2 separate regions of the Mus musculus genome follow, and region 1 is linked to region 2. Evidence: chromatin contacts called from public promoter capture Hi-C data. All regions are on one chromosome and are shown on one strand. The core of a region is the stretch at or near the end of the contact, and the rest is flanking DNA. Distances in the headings are between cores, read along the strand shown. Region 1 holds the start of Msx2 (msh homeobox 2). Region 2 holds the start of Barx1 (BarH-like homeobox 1).

The links. Promoter capture Hi-C pulls out the DNA fragments that hold promoters and counts their contacts.
Region 1: a promoter capture Hi-C map of embryonic stem cells shows a contact between it and region 2, with 17 times the contacts expected there. The contact joins the promoter of Msx2 here to the promoter of Barx1 in region 2. A contact is called at or near these places in 2 of 39 promoter capture datasets (cranial neural crest and embryonic stem cells), 8 of 484 Hi-C or Micro-C datasets (embryonic stem cells, epiblasts and stem cell-derived epiblast-like cells) and 1 of 115 datasets of contacts at active chromatin or transcription factors (embryonic stem cells).

The regions. Positions count from the first base shown.
Region 1 is chr13:53,470,086-53,476,363 of GRCm38.p6, reverse strand. It overlaps Msx2 (msh homeobox 2), which reads left to right and starts at 3,584. Exons shown (of 2, transcript NM_013601.2): 1 at 3,584-4,032. The coding sequence starts at 3,654. Gm33763 (a long non-coding RNA gene) reads right to left here. Exons shown (of 4, transcript XR_873406.2): 2 at 566-2,389; 3 at 438-488.
Region 2 is chr13:48,660,388-48,667,014 of GRCm38.p6, reverse strand. It overlaps Barx1 (BarH-like homeobox 1), which reads right to left and starts at 3,979. Exons shown (of 4, transcript NM_007526.4): 1 at 3,676-3,979; 2 at 1,698-1,989; 3 at 1,530-1,614; 4 at 508-1,187. The coding sequence starts at 3,898. The coding sequence ends at 1,023. It overlaps Gm36606 (a long non-coding RNA gene), which reads left to right and starts at 4,223. Exons shown (of 4, transcript XR_382336.3): 1 at 4,223-4,476.

The DNA of each region.
Region 1 (6,278 bases), core at 2,335-4,834, 4.8 Mb before region 2:
TCTGATACCCGGGTTCGGAGAATAGGCCTCTAACAAGCGGCCCATTAGAAGGAATTGTCACTCCTCCGGGAGTGAGGTTGTCCCATTAGGGCGAATTGTCATTCCTCCTGGAGCGAGGTTGTCCTGGCTCCGCGAAGGCTGAGTGCCGGGCCGAGAGCAATTAACGCGGCTCCGGCGCGGGCAGCCGCCTCTGCCCCGGGCAGCGGGGGCGGGGCGCCCGGCGCGGCTGGAGCCGGTCACCCGGCGCAGCCCCTTCCCCCGGAGCCCGCCTTTCATCTCCCCGCGCCTGGCGCCTACCCGCAGCCCTGGCCCGTCTACAGCCTTCTCTGCCCCTCCCCCTGCCCCTCCTAGCCTCTGGGATCCGGCGATCCGTCCTCCGGGTTGCAAACGCCCAGGTCTGTGCTCAACGCTTCACGGTTTACTGGGACTGCCTTCACCTTGGAGCTCCTGGTGCGCGTGCGCGGCCGCTCCACGAAGGGTCTCCGCTCCTGTGACATGCAGTGGGGAAGGGGAAGCTCAGGGAAGGTGCAGGCTTAGGCCCAAGGGGAATTCGAGGGTGGCTCACCTCCTATTTGCATGACTATTTAGGGCAGCTTCCTAGCCCGAGACTTTTCCCTGGTTAGGCAGAGATACAGTCTCCGCCTGCAGTGATGTGCTTGAAAAGCAAATGAGGTCCTGCTCAAGTTCGGGAGCTTGGGCAAGGTGTAAAGGTGACTCTTCGCTGTTGCGGAGTTCCGCTTGGAACCCCACTTTGGCCGCTTGCAAGTGTTCACGGCGCATAAACATTATTCTACCACCCCGGAGTTTAAGTTTACAGAGTGCGTCCTAAGTGCCAAAGCCAGCCCTCCTCTCTGGGAAGACACCCAAACCTGCACCTTTTTCAGGCTGGGAAAAATCTCTGTTCAGGGATTTTTACAAAGGTCCTGCTTTGGGGTTGGTGAAGGCGGGTGATGAGTCCCTAGACAAAGAAAGCGTTGGGTAAATTAATGTTGCTTTTGATATACAAGAATATTTTTAAACTAATTCCCCACACCTTCTACGTTATGAAACCCACTGAAGCTAATTCCCATAAGAGTCGAGCAGAGGAATGATTGCCCCTCAGTTTAGAGCCGCGGGGAAGACCTGAAAAAATATTTTGAGGGTGTGCAAAATTCTTGCAGCAGATAGGCTTTCCACGAAGGGCTAACTTCCGTGTTCAGGCTTTTTCAGCCCTGGTCTCCACCCCAGCAGAGTTGGAGAGGCGCCTGGCAAAGGGATGGGGGCTGTCTCCTTGGCAATGCCTCCTGTTCGTGGCCAGAGCTTGGTACTCTGGAGGTCAAAACTAAATATTCCTTTTCTCCCCACCGTTTCCCTTTCAGTGTCTTAGCATTTCCCCCCAAATAGTGCAGGAGAGACTGAACTTTTCCTCTGAAGGAGACAGTTTAAAAAAAAAATAGAGACATTCCAATGGAATTGTTTTGTTTTTTTAACTTCCTAAGACTCTACCTGTGCCCCTAAAGTAACACATTTTAAGGATAAGTTTTCCGATTATTTATAAAGCATTGGTTGGGTTCAGGACAATTGAAACGTGAACTTCATTGTATTCTTCGGCAGCTGAGGACTAAACGAATTTTAGATTTGCTTCCAAAATACATAACCCCACATCTTGCCTCACTTATTGAGAGGACATACAACTCAATCTGAATTTACCTGTATTGTATTTGAGATCCCTATCATCAGATGTGACTCCAGGGAAAATACATGTCTCCAAATCACCTTCGTTGTCTTCTTTTGGCTTTCCCGGGCTTCCAGTTAGCAACAACAAAGTACTTGTATCTTGTGGTAGGAGAAAGTTTCACAGGTTTTTAGAAGCCTCATTTAGAACTTCTTATCATTAAAAGAAAACCTTTCAAAACTGAACTGAATTATCTGGTGAAGACTTTTTTTTTTTTAATCTTCTAAGATTTCTACATCTATGGGTTCCCTCAGACCAGCGAGATTTCACTCTGGGTAAATGTTTGAGGCAAAGGTCCCTGTTTCAGAGAGGTAAGCTGGAAGGATCTGGAGGTCTAGGCAGTCAAGTTTCTAAGTCTTCTAAACTGGGGTACCTGCTAAGCTCTGGTCATTGAAAGCAACTTGGAGCAATGGTCCTCCCCTTTGGTGCTGGAGGGAGTATTTAGGGAGCATTTGCTGTTTGGGACCAGCGCTTAGCAGGCTCTTCTTTCCCCCACCAGTCCGGATGGGTTTTTGGATCTATGAAAAAGCTTCTGCAGCCTGAAATGGGTTGTTTGCAGCGATCTTTCTGCTCCTGCTGGCTTGCGGGCAAGGGAGGTGCAGAATTATTTCAGGCCTCTGTCTCAAAACTCTCTTCTTCCATGCATTGATACAGTTGGTCACTGATGCTTTGGGGCTGCAGTTAGATAGAGAGTGTGCTTTAGGGTGGGATCCTGATAGGTATGCTGCTTAAAATTTCAAAGTCAGGTGAGATGAGCTTTCCCCAAAGATATTCAGGCTTTGGGTTTGCAAAGTCGAACCCTGTTATTTGCAGAGAGAATAAAGACACTAAATGTCACAAATACCCTTCTCCCCTGCCCATCACCTCCCAAGGCAGATGCTATCCTGACACCTGAACTCCAATGACAAACACAAACTCAAAAAAAAAAAAAAAAAAAAAAAACCTCATGAGCACACTTTTGCACGGGCCTAGAGAGGAGACTCAAGGGGTGAGAAAATATCCCCATTGACAGTTTCTAAAACTTGTCCTGTTTGGACAGAGTATGAAATGGAGATCATTTGTGTAAATTAGCTGCCAGGAACCAATGGGCGCTGGGTCTGCTGGTGCACACCTACACTCTCAACACCAGGGACGAAGCCAGTGGGGTAGCAAGTTCAGGACCATCTTGGGTAAGATAGGGAGCGACTTCTAAGCTAGCCAGAGCTGGAGAGCAAGAGTCTGTTTTAAAGGAAAAAAAAAGGGAGAAAGGGTAGAGATTAGTTGAATATCCCTTGACCACCTCTCAGCCTTTCTCATCTTTGTCCCTTTTCTTAAGGAATGAGTTACAGCTAATGTCTTGGAACACTCTCCAAAGATAAGACAACTAAGGACCATGCCTAAACTATTTCTATTAGTAAAGATGCTGCTATTGTTTTCCATTATAGTTACAAAGATACACTAGTTTGAGCTCATAGTGGGAGCTTTATAAATGTTCCATGCCCTCCGCAGATTTCCAACATTCTCAGGCGGGAGCGTGTGGGATCGGCACCAGAAACACTTTAAAGAGGGGTTAAAAGACAAGAAATGAGACTCGGCAAGCTTCCTCTTTAAACAATCGGCTTTAATTACGCCTTAGACTTTTCAGTTTGGGCGATTATAACCCTTGAGGGATCGCCTAATAACAACTCTGCTGACTGCTCCTGTAATTAACTCCTAATTTATTTCAAACGGGGCGGGGGAAGGGCCCCAAGCCTCTCCAGGGAGAGCCAATCGGTGGCGAGCGTCCGTGGCGTCAGGAGCAGGGCCGTCGCCAGTTGGTTGAGCCGAGTCTCCCACTTCCCCTCGGAGGACAGGCTGGGCTCCCAGCGCGCCCCTGCCGGCTCCCCCCCCAAAAGTTGGAGTCTTCGCTTGAGAGTTGCCAGCGGAGTCGCGCGCCGACAGCTACGCGGCGCAGAAAGTCATGGCTTCTCCGACTAAAGGCGGTGACTTGTTTTCGTCGGATGAGGAGGGCCCCGCGGTACTGGCCGGCCCGGGTCCCGGGCCTGGAGGAGCCGAGGGCAGCGCAGAGGAACGCAGGGTCAAGGTCTCCAGCCTGCCCTTCAGCGTGGAGGCGCTCATGTCCGACAAGAAGCCGCCCAAGGAATCGCCCGCGGTGCCACCCGACTGCGCCTCGGCTGGCGCTGTCCTGCGGCCGCTGCTGCTGCCGGGACACGGCGTCCGGGACGCTCACAGTCCCGGGCCTCTCGTCAAGCCCTTCGAGACCGCCTCGGTCAAGTCGGAAAATTCCGAAGACGGAGCACCGTGGATACAGGAGCCCGGCAGATACTCCCCGCCGCCCAGTGAGTGCGCGTCTGGGACGGGATCCGGGCTGGACCAGCGCGAGGGGTCCCAGAGGGGCTGGGGAACGGGTGTTAACAGGATGATGCTCTTGACCCCCCTGGTACCCCAGTTCAGCGGGCGGTCCGCATCCCAGAATCCCTAGCTTCGAGGAATCTGCAGTACCTGAGCGCTGGCTGGCATTTGAAAACCAAACCAAGTTGTTGATTTCTGCAGTCCTTAGCCCCCTGCTCCGAAAACTTCATATTTGTGTACCTGCCCGGGAAATAGGGGAGAGTCGCTGTTTTGTTTTGTTGAGTCAGGGTCTCCTGTGGCCCGTGCTGGTATGCAGCTCAGGATGGTCTTGAACTCGTCATCTTACTCCACCACCTAAGTACTAGAATAACTGGTGTGCACCACCACACCGGGCTGGGATCCACTTTAAATGAGTATTGAAATGTGGTTTTGCTGGCCTTCAAAATATACAGGCAGCCCCATGAAGTTCACCCCACTATAAAGACTAGACAACTGGAAGTTAACCAGACATGGAGCAGACATACTTGGTAGTCTTCGAACTCCAGTGTCCATCCTATGAAGGGAAGGTGGCAGGCAGAGACTGATTCGGAAAGGAAGCTTCTTGTATTCTAGTCCGTTGTTGGTTAGGTTCTGCGTGTTGCAGGGAGCTAGTTTGGGCCAGACCCTCGTGGGCTCTCCTGGGTTCACAGTAATAATTAACAGCATTCCTTCAGAACTTGAGAATGTACAGTGAGGTGGCCACAAGTTCGCCAGATTTGGCTGCTTGCTAGAACCTCAAAGTACAGGCAGAGGCATGCCACCTGTGGCTACCCCTTCAGACTTGGTGGCTAGTGCTTAGAGGATTGCTCTTGCTTGGTCCAGGTTACCATTCATACTTGCAATGGGCATGGGGGTCTGGTGTCCATGCTCTCTGCCCCCTCTTTTGAGGGTGATGGCCATATTGCTATTTTCACTGCACCCCACTTCCTCCAGGGAGGCTGTGCCGACTTCCTTTCCAGACTTAGCATCCCTTTGGGGTCCATTCCTGAAACTTTGTTTTTAGTTTTATCTCTTGGCCTTTGAGGTTTATCTCTTCTGTTGCCTTTTTTCCTGCCCCCCCCCCCATCAAACTTTGGGAAAGTTGAGAAAGAGGGAGAGGGATTGTGGAGGGACTTTCCCAGCTCAGCTGGGGGAGAACTTGTCTTCCTTTCTACCTTTCAGCCCGGCCCTCTGGACTAGAGATGCAAAGTATTTTGTGAACAAAACAAGACCATATACCCAGGCGTCAGTGGCTGTCCCCTCTGGCTGTCTCTCTCCACCCTGCTGGAAATTCTGAAAGGCTGAAAGGGTGCAGAGATTAAGGACTTAAAGAATTTAAACTCCAGTTTGCACAGTGCTTTTCAATACATTATCTTATCTGATCTCCTTTGTGCGGCAGCCGAGAGCCTCTTGTTAACAGAAGAGGCCGTTTCACAGCAGAGTTCAGAGGGATCAGCAGTTTGGGCCCATGGAAAAAAAAGCTCTTGGGCACATTGATTTGCTCATTACCCCCCAAGTGGGGCTCTGGGCACTCCAACATGTAGCTCTCTAAGCCACCCGAGGGATAAGTAGTAGTTATCCATTTTATTGTCAGCGAAATGGAGGTTCAGAAACATGAAGAGTCTTAACTTGTTTAACAAATTTGGAGTGCCTGTATTCCTAGGCCTGGGGCAATGCCCCACAACACATCCAGGATTTCAGCCTTAAATGGTATGGTGGCCAAAGGTCAGAAATCCTGGCATACTTAGGCCTGGCGGTCTGGTGGGGCAGTTCCCCACCCCACCCCACCCCACCCCCACTGTGTCCCCGCCCCCACTGGCTCTGTAACATCTCTGCAGTGGGCAGTTTTTCCTTGCCCTAGATAAATCCTTTTTATAAGAGAAGCTAGGGGCTTTCGGAGGAGGTTTCATTTGGAAACACAAGGTTTTTGATACTTGGGGGTGGAAGTGTCAGCAGGATGAGCTCGGAGAATGCCAAGAATCAGCTGGGGGGGGGGGGCTGGAGTTGGAGGGAGGGACCCACCTACCCCTGGCCCTGGTTTTGTGGTTTGAAGAAAGCGGGATAAAAAGTTTGTTTCACCTTGTTTAATCACACACTTTCTTTGGCTGGTATAAAATGGGTTAGGGGGAAGAAGGTGGGAGCGATGGGGGAAAGATTCTCCTGGCAAGGCTTTGCCATCTGAGCACAGTCCCCATGGCCCGAACTTTATAAGTCA
Region 2 (6,627 bases), core at 2,730-5,229:
AAAAAAACAAAAACAAAAACAAAAACAAAAACAAAAAAAACCCCAAAAAAGCAAAAACAAAAAACGGCATGGTCAAGTTGTACTCCCTTTCTGAGCTTTAGCTAGTAAACAGGTGGTCACCATGACCCCCAAACACCAAACACAGAGACGGAATGTCATATGATCACCCCCCCCAAAAAAAAAAACCCCAACTGAGACCTTTTTGGTTGGGAGCATCAAAAGAACTGATCAGGGACTTCCTAAGGAAGTTCCAGGAGACCTAATCAACTCAGAGCTCTGGGACACTTCTGAAATGGTGGCTGACTGATATCTCTGATGGTGCCCCCCCCTCCAGGAACCCCACACCTGGGAAGGGAGAGTCTATACTGGCCCCTCACACTCAGGGTTAATACCTAAGTAACTGCAGTGCTTGGGCCAGTAGGTAACCAGTAGGCACCGCTTGCAATTTCCTACCTCATGGCCCCTCTATCCCTCACGAATTCGGAAGCCCGCTATCAAGTCCCCCACTGTGTCATAAAATATTTTATTGGAAAAAAGAGTCACCGTCTTTGTAAGAGAGGGGTAGAAGCCTCAGCGACATGGGGAGGCCAGGTATCAGCTGATCTGCTAGAGACGACTCTGCTCTGCAGGGCAGGGCCATAGGGACCTGCACCCGGTGGCGGGGTCCCCAAGGCGCGGAAGTAAGTGTGTGCCTGCCGGTGTCCGGGCCCAGAAGGCCGGCTGGAGGCCGGGGATAAAAGTGTGGGCAAGGAGCGGGGCGTGAATGAGCGTGGAGCGCCGCACACTGCGGAGGTCCGAGAAAGACCAGAAGCTTCGGCCACGCTGGACACAAGTCTCCCAGACTGGGGACAGAAGCTCGCTGACACCTGGGATTGGCTTCCGGGCCTGTGTCCTTCCTTGTCTGGCCCTTAATTGTCCGCATTCAAAGTAGTAATGAAATGATTAGAAAGCAAACGGCATGGACGCGGAAGGGCCAGCTCCTGGGTCCCCGCCGACCGCGCCAGCCGCATCCTCGGCGACGCTCAGTCCTCGCAATTTCGGTCGCTGGGCTCGCCCGGCGTCTCCGCTGGCTTCTCTGTCTCCTTGGCACGCTCTTGCTCCGTGAGCTGCTCGCTCGTGGGGATGGAGTTCTTCTTGGGCCGTCCCTTGGGCTTGGTGGGGGACTCCAGGCCGCCACCTTGCAGCACCTGTTCCGTGAATGAACAGTACTAGGTGAGGAAAGAATCCGATCAAGGACCACCGGATGCCCAGGGCCCAACCACGGCATCACAGTGACTCTAGGCCCTAAAGAAACGGTGGAGGTTTAAAGAACTGCTGAGGAGAACGAGCGGAAGATGGAGGAGTTAGAAGCTGCCAGGAGGTGCCGGGGATGGGGGTTCTGTCCTAATGAACCCAAGCAGACACAGCAGTTCACGGGATGGGATGGGCAGAAGTCTTAGTGTGAGGAGGGCGGGAAGGTATTTCTTGGAGGACACCAAGGACAAAGCCCAGGAAACCCCAGCCCGCAGGAAGCCACCAGCCACACTTACTATTTTCTTCCATTTCATCCTCCGATTTTGATACCACGTCTTCACCTGTAACTGGCTCAGGCCCAGGGACTCAGCTAGATCTATTCTGGAAAGAGTAACGCACACCCTCAGCGGGTCAGGCCACCACCTGCCTACCCTTCCCTCGAGCCCAGTCTTGCCCGGCACTACCTGTCAGGGGTAGAGAGGTACTTCTGCTTCTCGAAGCGTTTCTCCAGCCCCATCAGCTGCAGCTCAGTGAATACGGTGCGACTCCGGCGTCCTTTCTTGGCTTTCGCGCCAGGTTCACCAGAGCCAGCTGCTTCCAGCTTCCCGCGGAGTTGCAGCTCCAGCGGCAGGTGCGATGCGCCTGCGGGGCCGGGCATCCCAGGCCCGGCGGCCAACAACGCCGAGCCCAGCCCGGAGCAGCCGAGCGGCGCCAGTGGGAACTTGAACACTGCGGCCTGCTCAGCCTTCAGCACCGCTACAGAGCAAAGAGAGAAGGGGAGAGAGAGAAGAGAGAAAGATCTGGGTGAACTGGATTCCAGCCTCCCACGCCACAGCGCTTTGCTGCGTTTGGGAGCCCGAACCAGCCACTCCCTGGGGATTTAAACCCAGCATCCTGGGCGACCCTCCTTCAGGTAGCTATCCCGAGGAGTCTAGAAAAGAGTATCCCTCGCATCCTTTGCTCTTTTTTGGAGTCCCCATGAGCCAGTAGGCTCCGAGATTTCAGGATGCTTTAGAGCAAGTTCGCTGCTCCGAGGACATAGAGTATGCCTTTCGTGAAAAAGAGAAACTAAGAAGAAACGGGTGAATTTGGAAGCGGGGGCGGGGGTGGGGGAGCTTTTGCATTGGGAAAAGAACGTTGTGGAATGTGAGCATTTGTTTTTCTGGGCGCTGTACCTACATCACTGGCTGAGGCTTGGACATTGGCGAGGAAAGGGTCACCAAAGCATCCTTTGAACCTGAAAATTGTCTTTCTTGTTTCCTCTGTTCAGACCCCCTCCCCCCAAGAAGCATGAAGACCTCTCCATGTTCTTTAGCCCTAAATCGGCTGTTTGCCCGCTTCAAACGAATTGCCAACAACAGAGTCCTTTTATAGTGAACGGCAGCAGAGAGGCTGTGAACCAGATGAACATCAAAGAGGCAAACTGGACTGGCTGCTACCAAGACTGGACAGAATCTGGGGCCGGTTCCGGAGGCCGCTAGCTGAGCTGGAGTCTATATTGGACGCTTCCTTTCCTGGTAGGCTTCTCCTAAAAGAGATACTGGAAAGGATGGATCTGCCTGGCTGAGAACCATCAGGGTAAGGGGAGCATAGAAAACATAGCAGGAAGTGGGAAGAGAATCTTGCGGAGGGGGAGAGGTAGAGGGGAGACAGATCCACTTTACCAAAAGGCTAGGAAGGAGGTCAACCAAAGAGAGTCACTAAGCCCTAAGCCGAGATGCAGTACAGGGCAGACTGCCTCACAATCTCCCAAGAGACAAGACGGAGACAGAAAAGATCTGAGCAAGTGCTTCAAGACGCACGAAAGCCCAGCAGATCTCGGGATGGAAGGACCAACTGGGCAGCGGATCACAACCAGGCCTCTTTCCCTCAAACAAGGCCTACGGAGACCCTGGCCGCAGCACAGGCCTCGGTCGGTTGCTGACTGGAAAGCACGGGGTTCTGAAAGGCTCCTGGATGGCTTGGGCATCCAACACTATGCGACACGACCCTCTTCTCCAGAGCTTTCCCAGTCTGGGCAGCTACTGTTATGCCCAGCCAACCCTACCGCGAAACTCAGGCTTCCCCTGGTTTGAAGTCATTTTGATCCAGAGTGCTCGGTAGATTGATTTTGTAGCAACCATAGGGATGCGGTCTCTGGCTCCTGGCCTCGCCTATCACCCGATTCGAAAAAACTCGAAGCCGCCCTGAAGCAGAAGACAAACTCTCTTCTGGTCTGACGCGAGGACACAAGGCCTGGTTTCTGCCTAGCTCATTGCTCGCACCCTCCACTTTCCCGTTGGAGTGCGCGAAGAGAGGTAGGTGCCTCGGGCCTGCGCTGAGCTGCATCCCAGGTCGCTCCAGAAACAGGGGAGAAAGAGGATGAATTACGGACAACCCCAGGTCTCCGACTCCCACCCGCCCGCCAAGCCCAGTCCTCTGCGCGGCGGCCGCTGCACGTACCCAGGTGGCTGTGGAAGGGCCGGGCGGCCAGCAGCGCCTGTACGCCGAACTTGAGCAGCTCGCCCGCGGCGGCAGCGGCGGCCGCGGGCGCTGCGCCCTTGGGCCCCGGAGGCTCAGTGAGGATCTCTTCGATCATGAAGCTGCGGTAGCGATGCGGTCGGTGATCCGCACAGCCCTCGGGCGGACCGAAGCGCGCGGCTCCCGGCTCCCCTGGCCGCTGCATCGCGGCTCCCGGGGATGCGCCCGCGGCTAGGAAGCGACGGCGGCTAAGCTCCGGCGCGGGGCCCGCGCGGGGCTCTAGGCCGGCCCGCAGCTCGCGGCGGCGCGCGGGCGCCGGCTCATGCCCCCTCCCCCGCCGGCTGGCCGGGCGGAGGCGCAGGGCGCGGGCGGGGCGCGCGGGGCTCGGCCAGTCGGACCCGGGACTGCGTCCCCGCCCCGCGCCGCCGCGCCTCTAGCCTGGCCAGCCCCGCGTCACTGCCTTGCCCCGCCCGCCCTGCCCCGCCCCGCCCCGCGCTGCCGCCCCCCACCCACTAGGCCCAGCCGGAGGGAGGGACCCAGGAGGGAGGAAAGGAGGTTGAGAGGAGGGAAGGAGGGAAAGAGCCCGGGATAGGGGCTCGCAGGCCGGGACCAAGGGAAAAAGAGGAGAGCTCGCCCAAGAGGACAGCCCTGAGGATAGGACACTGCGGAGATGGGCAAACCGAGGATCTTGAATGAGAGGCGTGAAAAAGTCTGAAGACAGACAGCAAGGACCACGCAGGATCCTAGGCAGTGATGTGAAGGTGTCCAAGACGCCTCTTAGACGTGAGTGCGCCGAGACGTAGAGAGGAGAGAGCCCCAGAGGTGCAGGAGGGCACGGGGAGGGCACAGCAGCAAGGCCAGCGGACTGGGTGGGATGGGGAGGGGCTGGAGTGGTGGTGAGGAGGAGGGGCAAAAGCCAAGCTGGGAAAGGGGTAGCCTTAAACAGCTTTCCCAGGTCTGCGAGATGCTGTAGGGATCCAGTGCAATACACCGGGGTGTAACTCGCAGGGTGGTGACCATGCCTGTGCACCACTTCCCCCCCTTCCCTGTCCACCCCAACCTCAGTTTACCATTTTGATCTCAAATCTCTGAAGCTACCCTGGGAGAAAAAAAAAAAGATTCTCCAACTAGGATTTACCTAAATTTCTAATTTAAGCTTACCTGGACACATTTTCTCTGGCAACCACCAGACTTAGTGGGCTGAGTTATGTTTACTTAGAGCAAGGGATAGAATAAGGGCAGATGAATAAAAAGGGGAAAGACTGTCACTGGATGAACTTTGAGGCAGGGGATCATGGAATACTCTGAGAGTCTGGGGACCTAGCTCCATCTCTGAGCCTCCAGTCTCTCACAGGACTAAAGATGGGGCTGTTAGATCATTCTCTTTTTCTCTCCCCAAATTAACCTCTGTTGAGTGTGCCTCTTTGAGTCTTGGCACTGACAGTTTCTGAGCTGTCTCAAGTCTGGAAGACTTGACTCTTGGCTCCAGGGAGTTTGTGGGGATGGAAGGTGAGACTTTTCTATACCCAGGGTGACCCATGCCAGCTGTTCAGGGGTAGCAAGAAGGGTAGGGTGTCCTCAGGAGGCTAGGAGAGGACTTGCTGTATTTCCTATCTGCCTCTCTCAGGAGTCTTGGGTTCTGTCTCCACCCTGTCCAGCCTTCCTAGACTGGACTCCATGTTTTAAGCCACTCCTACTTCCCACGAATGCTCTCCACAGAGCCTAAGCCCTCACTGCTGGGAAACTGAGTTCATCACACTATATCCCAACTCTCCAAGTTGAAATAATTTCTTCTGCCTGCTGACGGGGTTGGGGTGGAGGGCTCAGAAGCCTACTGGACTGTAGCATCCGGGACACTAAGAAATGACCAATAGCCTTTGACCATTGAGCCTGGGAAGGGGACAAAGGGCATCTTTCCAAATGTTCTGCTGAGATGCAGACCCCCCCCCCCCAAAGCTCATTGCTACAGCTCAGCCAAATGTGCAGCGACTTTCTGAGTCAGGAGACCACCATCAGGACTGAAGGGAAGCAGTCTTTAGTGGCTTCCCGTTGCTTTAGACTCCTGAAAGGGGATAATCAGGTAACCAAAATAACTCTTTAGAAGGGTGATACAGGACCCACTAAGACCACCCGCACACATATCAGAGACAGAGTGGCAATGGGCATCTTCCCACTGAACAGAAAGGAAAGTCGGTGTCTACTCAGGACATAGGAATCTTGGCCAACAACCTCCTTTCTCAATACAACTCAATCCAAGGACTGGTTCAGGCATTCCAGTGAGTAGAAGCGGCTTTCTAGGTACCATACCTATACCAGAACAAAGGCCTTTCTGCCTATACTGCTTCCACTCTGTCCATCCCTGGAGGGCTCAACATCAGGCCCCTCCACTTCCTCTTGGGCATCGGAAGGAGTATAGCTTGGAATGGGTTCTACTGGGGAGGAGTCCCAGCCAGCTCCCATCCTATCTTCTCTGATTTTGATCCCGACAGAAGCCACCCTGTATTTGAACACTATGCGCCTTCCTTCCAATTTCAGCCAGGTTTCCCCAAAACGCAAGGTTGATCCTGGAAATGGGTCTGAGCTACCAAGACCACTCATTCCTATTGTCGATATCCAGTCAACAGCTCTGTTTTTATTGCCAGGAAGGAGTTTAAGGTCAAGCTGAACAGAGGAGGCTCATTTTTTTCTGGCATGAAGGTCTTAATTCTAGAAAGAGACCCCACCCCCACTCCATTCCACAGGTGCGCCTCTCCCCCTCCCACACACACCCTCCAGCTCCTTGGACGCTGGCCAGGACTGTTTCAAGCCGCCCAGGCCGAATGCCTGCAGTGATTCCTGCCTGCTGGGAATGAAGCCCCAAGGACTAAAAGCTTAGCCTGGCACCAAAGGCTCAGAGCCAGGCTATGCCCCGATGCCCCATGCCCTCTTTAAGCT